Linked DNA regions of Drosophila melanogaster: region 2 is linked to region 1. A link is a contact called in public Hi-C data. All regions are on one chromosome and are shown on one strand. The core of a region is the stretch at or near the end of the contact, and the rest is flanking DNA. Distances in the headings are between cores, read along the strand shown. Region 1 holds the start of GAPcenA (GTPase activating protein and centrosome-associated). Region 2 holds the start of CG3335.

Region 1 (4,307 bases), core at 1,129-3,628:
ATCAACGCTTTCGATGATAAGAGCAAGAGCTACATGGAGGCGCCGGAGGATAAGAGCCGCATCAAGGATCACAAGAAGACTAGCATGTTCAAGGGTGTCGTGGTTTTCGAGGAGTTCCTGCGAAAACTGGAGCGCAGCCAGAAATCTGCCAGCTTGCAGTTTTGATTCTAATTTTACAAACTAACATAAGAAAATAAAAGGTTAATGAATATTTCAGTATGCATACACTTTCTCGTTTGCCGCTTGCGTATTTATCTTTATTAAGTTTTTGTATTGTAATCATTAGGCTAGCAACAATAAATAGTCTAGGCGACATCGCACCGGTTCCGGTTCACAATCCGGCTCTCACATGCAGCGCAGTCGCACCAGCGGCACCACGTTGCCGTCCTTATCGTCCACATCTACCTCAACCTCTAGCTGGTAAAGCCCATCCTCCGGTATCGTGCTGTCGGGCAGACGGGCCAGGATCTCGCTCTCCCCGGTGCGCAGCTTAAACGAAGCAGCTGCTTTGCTTACGTCGTCACCCTTTCCCTCCTCTGATTGGGGCAGTGATATCCGTATTTTGGCAGGCAGAACGCTCCCCCTGCCCAGGACCAATTTGGCGTTGGATTCGTCATTACCGTGCCAAATGAAGAGGTCATCCTCAGCCACCACGCAATCCTCCTCCTTGTGAAGCTGCTGTTCGAGGGGGTCAATCAGGCACACAGCTTGGCGCGCGCAGCCGATGGCCACAACCTCGTCCGCCGAATGGCTGTTGTGGAGCTTGGCATCCGGGAAGCGGGCTCCCACTGCCGCCTGAAGCTTGGGGATTTGCATTGTGGCGCCTAGTAGAACGATGTCATCTATTTTACTCAACCCGGGATGCTCCTTTTGCGCCTGCTCCACACACTCGCCTAGCTGCTGGATGAGGTTATTGATCACTGGCTGTATGAGGCTCTCGAAGCGAGCACGCGACATCTGGGCATTGTAATCAACGCCGTCCATCAGGGAGTCGATATAAAGTTGCGTGGAAGGCATCGTGGTCAGGATGTGTTTGCAATTGGCGGCGGCAGTGCGTATTTTGGCCACTGAGCGGCGAGACTCATGCGGATCTAGCTTGTACTTGCGACGGAACTCCTCGCAAATAAACTGCACCAAGGCCTCGGTGAATTGCCGGCCACCGATGGGGAAGGGTCCGAAAGTGGCCAGCTGAACGAACAGGCCATTTTGGACGGAGTAGAATGCGATGTCGCTATATAAGCCACCGCATTTGATTGTCAGCACATGGCGGCGCTGTTCCGTCTGCTCCTCGCCGATGCTATAGCCTAGAACGGCGGCCGTGGGTTCGGTTATAATCTGGGCCACATGGAAGCCAGCGGTTTGAGCGGCATCTGCTAGCAGTTTGTAGGCCGAGGCGGGATAGTAGCTGGGTATGGATAGCACGGCAATGGGCGCCTGCTCCCCGTCCGTGTGATATTGATGGGCCAGCTCCAGCTCAGCGCGCAGCAGCTCCACCGTCACCTGATAGGCGCTGAGGTCCTTGGTCACAACTCTATCGTCTTGGTCCTCCCTGTCGGAGGGTACAGTGTGCTCCATCCGGAACACCAGCTCCTCCTTGTCAAAGTCGCAGGGTATTTCACGCAGCGCACTGGACAGTTTCTCCTCCGTGAGCTCTTCCTTGGGCTGAAGCAACTGAAAGCTGTGCGCCACCGCCTGGCGCGGACGGTTGGCCATCTTCTGCTTGGCCGTGAGGCCACATTCGATCTCCGAGGCTCCGTCCCAGAGAAGGCACGCTTGGGACACTCGGTCGCCCTGTTTGTTGGCGATCACCTCCGCCTTGCCATCCGCGCGCACATGGGCGATGCAAAGCGTGCTGTTGCCAATCTTAATGCCAAATCGCGGCCACATCTTTTGGGAGTCGGAATCGGAGTCAGAAGTACCCGGACTTAAGGAATTATCTTAACAAAATGCAACGAATAAACGCGCACGTTTTTTTCCAGCACGCGCGGTAGTGTTGTGTAGCAGAGTATTTGGCAACACTGGCGGGGTATTATGTCACGGCGATGACACTTTTTCGATATGTACTATATGTTTAATATGTTCTCAATATTTTCCATACATCACATACCTTTATAGATTTGGTTCTTTGAATTACAATTTAAAAATTTATTTATATTTATTTAAATTTATTCAAGACAAGTCATTTCAGTCAAAGACAACTTTGTAATGCTATTGGATTATTTAGATTGCCATATAAGCATATGGCAATATGCATAGAAAAGAAAATAACTAGTCGATTAAGTCGATAGGTACACTTATTAACACTTTCAAAAGAAGTATTGAATAACGTTAAAGCAGCTGTTTCCTTTCGATAGGAATCGACCTACTGCAGGTCATCACTAGCAAAAAAATATGTAAACAAAACAGACGGAAAATTGCAAGAAAATTGCTAAAAACCCGATAAAAACACAACAATAAAGGGTCAAAACAATGTACTACAGTTCTGCGGAGTGTAGGCTATAATATAAAAACCAAAGTGTAAGCTCAAAGCAGCTGCACGCACTAAAATAACAAAAAAATCCATAGGAATCCAAGCGCAGAGGCTACAGAGACAAACTGTTGACCCCGCCGACCCCACCGTCCACCACCCCCTTGAAGGCCCAACCCCTCCAGTTCCCACGCGAATTGGGCACTGTGTGACATACATGCGCGTGTGTGTACGCCCCCAAAACGCCAAGCAAACCGTACCGATTCGTCATCGATTTACGGCGGAACCAAGCCAAACAATGCGACTCCGCTGAAAATTGGACAAATTGAAAACGAAATCTATTAAAAGCGAGTGCGAGTACGAGTGCGTGGCCTTGGAACAGAAATTGATTTGTTTACCTGCCCTGAAAATGCGCAATTCGTAGGGCTTAAGAATAAAGAAAGTCCGAATATATCACACACACAACAAAGAGTAACCCATTTGGGAGTGCCTGGAACTGAGGCAACCTTGAGTGTTCGGAATGGATGATAATCTGAGCACCAAGTCCTCGGAATCCTCGATAACAACCAGCGGGGAGTACGAAATAGTTACCGACAGCAATGTGGCCAGTCCCATGGAGCAGGTGAAGCAGGTTGTCAACCAGGAGGGAACTCAGCCTGAAGTGGGTGGCAAACCGCCCACTTCGCTGAGTGCTCTGGCTCTGTCCTCCCCCGAGGCTGGGGGAGATCGCTCGCCCACTCTGGACATGGCCCACAATCGCAACCTAAGCGACATGCAGCACGAGATGACGGACGCCCTCAAAGATCTGGAGTTGGAACGCGGCGTAGGTGAGTAAAGAAACACAACTGAGAGGGTGAATTGGGTTGCCCTGGGTAGCCTAAAGTAAACTCAGTCGTTGCCCAACGCCAGCTGTGCACACAACGTCGCGGTCGCTCCACTATTGGAAACATCAAACGATTGCTAAGCCTAACCAGCTGCAATCTTATCGGCGCAGAGCCGTAGTGCTACGCTGTCATGGAAACAACGACAAACAAACCGAATAATAATACTTTCCTTAAACAAAATTCCGCATAATTCGGCATTTGTTATTGCTCGTCGCGTAATTGACAATTAACATATTTGCAGCTGCCAGTGGGGAGAAGTCAGCGCAACGTCTCCCGAGTCATCAGCAAAAGTCCCTGACCCTACCGCTCACGGGCTCCGGCGGGGGATCTGTCGATCCCGAGATGCGTTTCCCCTGCACCTTGTTCACGCCCAAAAGCGAGGAGACCCTCGACGATGCATCCAGCTCAAACAGAGTGGGTCATTCAGTGTTCTATGACTGCATAGACGCTAGCCCCGCCTGCGTGGAGGAAAAACAGGATGCCATGAAGCCGGAGAAGGGCGACACCACCGACGAGGAGGGTGAGTAGATCTCTTAAGTTAGTTAAAATCCCAAAAATTAAGGGGTACATTTGCCTATAAATTCTGTTCATTTTACGAAAGCCTATATACTCACAGAGTTCTTTATTATTTGTTCTATATTGTGTTCCTAGGCTCCTAAAGCTGAAATCTATGTTTAGTGTAATTATTGAAATTTAATTGACCATGTGTTTTTCACTTTCAGTTTCTGAAATCGATCAGGGCTGCACCATATTTTCCGGAGTCACCTACCTGGGCGCAGCCAACATTAATGCCCCAAAATCCGAGACGGAGGTTTATCGCATCATGGGCGAGCTAAATAGTGGCTCAAAGTCGGTGGGCCTGAAGATCACTGTGAGCATACCCAATTGCTCAGAAGGCCTGGTTGTGTGAGTAAAGTTTTTACTGCCCCTTGAATTACTCACTGAGCGTCATCATG
Region 2 (4,307 bases), core at 1,092-3,591, 1.3 Mb after region 1:
AACAGATCTCGGACATCTCGCGGGAGGCTCGTGCCCTGGCCGACAAACTGGAGTCGGAGGCCCAGTTCGATTTGAAGAACGCCAAGGATGCCAAGGATGCGGTGGAGAAGGCCCATCAGCTGGCCAAGAGTGCCATCGATTTGCAGCTAAAGATCGGCACCGAGCTCCGTTCGGAGGTTGGTCTGGAGCTGAGTCATGTGAAACAATCCCTGGGCACCGTAGTGCAGACCTCCAAGGAGGCTCTTCGCAAAGCCAACGAGGTCTACGATACAGCATTGACCCTGCTCAATGATGTCAATCGTCAGACGCAACCGGAAATCGATATCAGTCAGTTGAAGAAGGATGCAGTGGCCGCCAATGAACGAGCGGATGAGCTACTCAAGCAGATAACTGAATTGTCCAACAGCAACGGCGAACTCTTTGCGGATTTCGAAACGGAACAGGAACTGACGGAGGCGCTGCTTAAGAGGTGGGTGCTCCACGCCTTATCCTTATTAACTCTTTTCTAACTTGATCTATAATTTCAGAGCTGAACAGCAGCAACTGGAGGACATCGAGCTGCTAGAGCGAGCCAAGGCTGCCCACGACAAGGCTACCAAGGCAGTGGAACAGGGCGACAATACCCTAAAGGAGGCCAACAATACCTACGAGAAGTTGGCCGGCTTCCAGTCGGATGTCCAGCGCTCTTCTGAGAGTGCGGAGAAAGCCCTGCAGACGGTGCCCAACATCGAGAAGGAGATTCAGAATGCGGAAAGCCTGATCAGCCAGGCGGAGGAGGCTCTCGATGGAGCCAATAAGAATGCCAACGAGGCCAAGAAGAATGCCCAGGAGGCGCAGCTGAAGTATGCCGAACAGGCTTCCAAGGTAAGTCATTCAGGGACATCTTATTATCCTTACTAAATTCGTAAAATTTCTTGACAGGATGCTGAGCTGATCCGCCGCAAAGCCAATGAGACCAAGGTGGCTGCCCGCAATCTGCGCGAAGAGGCCGACCAACTGAATCATCGCGTGAAACTCACCGAAATGGACATCTTCAAGCTGGAGGAGAGCTCGACCAAGGACGACAATCTGGTGGACGACGCCAAGCGAAAGGTGGGTCAGGCCAAGGCCGATACCCAGGAGGCCCAGAAGCAGATCGAGAAGGCCAATGCCGACCTGACGGCCATCAAGGATGAGCTGGAGAATCTGAAGGACATCAACACGGGCGATTTGGATAGATTGGGTAAGAAACAGAAACCTCTCTAATCTGAATTTACTTATGAGTAATCTAATTAATCTCGCAGAGAATCGTTTGGCCACTGTGGAGGGTGAGATCAATCGCGTCAACCTGACGGGACGCATCGAAAAGTACCGGGAACAGCGCACCATTCAGAAGAATCTGATCGACAAGTACGATGCCGAGCTGAGGGAGCTCAAGGATGAAGTCCAGAATATTGGACTTATTTCCAAGGCTCTCCCCGATAGCTGCTTCAGTCGCAATCGCCTGGAACCCTAGAGCTCTGCGAACAACCCCACTTCCCATAACAACTACTTCAATTTTAACTAAGAACGAAGATCTGAGACGAGACGAACAAATCAGATTTATGATAGAACGTAGACGTTGAATGAAATTATGTAATTTTAGTGCCTTAGCCGAAATATTCTGTTTAGTGACCCAGCCCAAGGATCCAAGGATCCACAAAGGAGACCAACTGAGCAACGTTAAGCTTTAACGCATCATCGTTCGCCTACTGTATGCCATATACTATAATGATACAACGGATACAAGAGGATGGATGATGGCCACATCGAGAATCAACTGCCAACTGTGCTTCACCAGTTTCAAGCCAGCAACGGACTGTATTATATGTTAAAAATGAGACACTAAACGAAACACACAAGACCTTGTACTCCCACAATCCGACAATCCAATCGCATATCTATATCTCTACCGTAGCTCCACCTGAAGTCTATTCTAAACACTTATATATTAACATATTTGTCATCTACGTTTAATGTGCCAATACAATTACCATGTATCTTTGTGTATAAGTCGCTTAAAGAGTTTCCTTTCAAAATATAACTTTTCCAACGTTGTAAGTTTGTAAAAATCCACCCTTTAAACTTGAACTGGGGAAATATAAGGATGCTCAAGCGAAGTGACGTTTTGAAGTCGAGGTTATTTTACTTTTTCATTCAGCTTTGATTTGCCATCACCCATTATAATCGAAACACAACTTAAAAAATATATAAATTTGAATATCTACATGTAAAATGTAACGTAAAGTAGAGTCGATGAAACGATAGACTTTTCGATAGTATACAAATTTCGACTTTCGATACTACTGATGCTACTATCGCTCGTTTTGCATATCTAATGCACGTGTTGTTTCAATTTGTTTGTAAACAAAAGTTTTCTTAAATGAGTTTTTAGCTGCAGACCGACAAATTAGCCACAAAAGATGTCACGAATTATAGTCAAACAGCTGCCCAAGCATGTGAGTATGTAGACTTGTTAAAAAAAAGCATCTACTTAAACTGAAATTGTAGATCACCGAAGACAAACTGCGTCAGATTTTTGGTGCCCAGGGCACGATTACGGATCTGCAACTAAAATACACGCCCGATGGAAAGTTTCGGCAATTTTGCTTCGTGGGTTACAGCACCGAGGAGGAGGCCCAATCGGCCATCCGGCACTTTGACAACACATGCATTCAGACCAGCCGGGTGCGCGTCGAATCCTGTGCTGCCTTGGGCAGCGAAGATAAGCCACAATCTTGGAGCAAGTACGCCAAGGACAGCAAGAAGAACCTAGACAAATTGAAGGAGAAGGAAAGGGAGGCGGCTGCCAAGGCTAAGGAGTCTGAGAAAAAGAAGAAGAAAGATAAAGTTGACAAGGTGGACCAAATTTTGAGCAGACACAAAGACGATCCGGAATTCCAAGAGTTTCTAGAGGCGCATGACAAGTCGCGAACGCTGTGGGGAAACGATTTGGGTATAAATAAAAATCGGGAGAACGAAGAAGAGGATGATGAGGAACAGGAAGAATCTCGAGCTGCCAGAGATGACAGTGGAGTGGATGCAGATGCAGGAGATGAGGATGGCTCAGGCGATGAGGCAGATGAGGAAGAAGACACCGATAAACTGGCCGAAAAGCCCATCAGCGATCTTGAGTATATGAAATCCCTGATGGCAACCACATCCGGCGAAGCTACTGCAAAGAAACCCAAAGCCAAGGCGGATAAATCAAATTTGGAGCTGTTCACCATTAAAATACACAATGTACCATACAACACCAAGCGCCAGGAGGTGCTAAAGTTTTTCAAGCCCCTGAAACCGTACTCCGTTCGGCTGCCCAGCAAAGTTCACGGCTTCTGCTACGTGGGTTTTAAAACTGAGAAAGACATGGCCAAGGGAATGCTTAAAAACAAGAGTTTCATCAAGGGCAAGCAAGTATTCTTCTCCGACTTTACAGAGAAGAACAAGGTGACCAAAGCGAGCAAGAGTGGACAACCATTGGCACCAGCCGCCGTCGATGCGGGCAATGCGAAGTGGAAGCATCAGCAGGACAGTTTATCCAAAGAAGATGACATCTCCGAGTCCGGGAGGATATTCTTTCGTAATCTAGCATACACTACTACCGAAGAGGATCTGCGCAAGCTTTTCGAGCAGTTCGGTCCCGTGGTGGAGGTTAACTTGCCCCTCGACAAGCTAACGCGAAAAATCAAGGGCTTTGGTACAGTTACGTACATGATGCCGGAGCACGCATTAAAGGCTTTTAATACCCTCGATGGCACTGATTTCCATGGCCGTCTCTTGCACCTTCTGCCCAGCAAGGACATCGAAAAGAATCCGAAAGAGGATTTGGATGAAAACGATGCCAGTCTGTCATTCAAAGAAAAGAAGGCCTTGAAACTCAAGAAGAACGCCCAAAAACCAATTGGCTGGAACACATTGTTTCTGGGTGCCAATGCTGTTGCAGAAATTCTCGCCAAGCAATTCAAGACCTCAAAGGAACGCATCCTGGACACAAGCGATGGTGGCAGTAGTGCCGCCGTGCGCTTGGCTTTGGGAGAAACCCAAGTCGTCATCGAGATGAAGCGCTTCCTGGAGGAAGAAGGCGTTCGTCTTGATGCATTTGATGAGCCCGCAAAGAAACGTTCTAACACTGTTATACTAGCCAAGAATTTGCCAGCGGCCACAGAGATTTCAGAGATTACCCCCATCTTTAGTCGATTTGGCCCAATTGGCAGGATTGTGCTTCCTCCCAGTGGGGTTACGGCACTTATCGAGTACTGTGATCCTTTGGAGGCGAGGCAAGCTTTCAA

What was found. A called contact is a pair of places that touch in the nucleus more often than the background predicts.
Region 2: a Hi-C map of the Kc167 cell line shows a contact between it and region 1, with 2.7 times the contacts expected there. A contact is called at or near these places in 4 of 107 Hi-C or Micro-C datasets (the D17-c3 cell line, the Kc167 cell line and the S2 cell line).

The regions. Positions count from the first base shown.
Region 1 is chr3L:8,344,183-8,348,489 of dm6, forward strand. It overlaps GAPcenA (GTPase activating protein and centrosome-associated), which reads left to right and starts at 2,379. Exons shown (of 9, transcript NM_001104079.4): 1 at 2,379-3,294; 2 at 3,593-3,871; 3 at 4,074-4,257. The coding sequence starts at 2,988. It overlaps CG7182, which reads right to left and starts at 2,200. Exons shown (of 1, transcript NM_001300050.1): 1 at 239-2,200. The coding sequence starts at 1,887. The coding sequence ends at 346. It overlaps Prim1 (DNA primase subunit 1), which reads left to right. Exons shown (of 3, transcript NM_079248.4): 3 at 1-222. The coding sequence ends at 165.
Region 2 is chr3L:9,621,896-9,626,202 of dm6, forward strand. It overlaps CG3335, which reads left to right and starts at 2,342. Exons shown (of 4, transcript NM_140080.2): 1 at 2,342-2,477; 2 at 2,530-4,307. The coding sequence starts at 2,442. LanB2 (Laminin B2) reads left to right here. Exons shown (of 10, transcript NM_079282.2): 7 at 1-469; 8 at 528-864; 9 at 922-1,222; 10 at 1,284-2,085. The coding sequence ends at 1,495.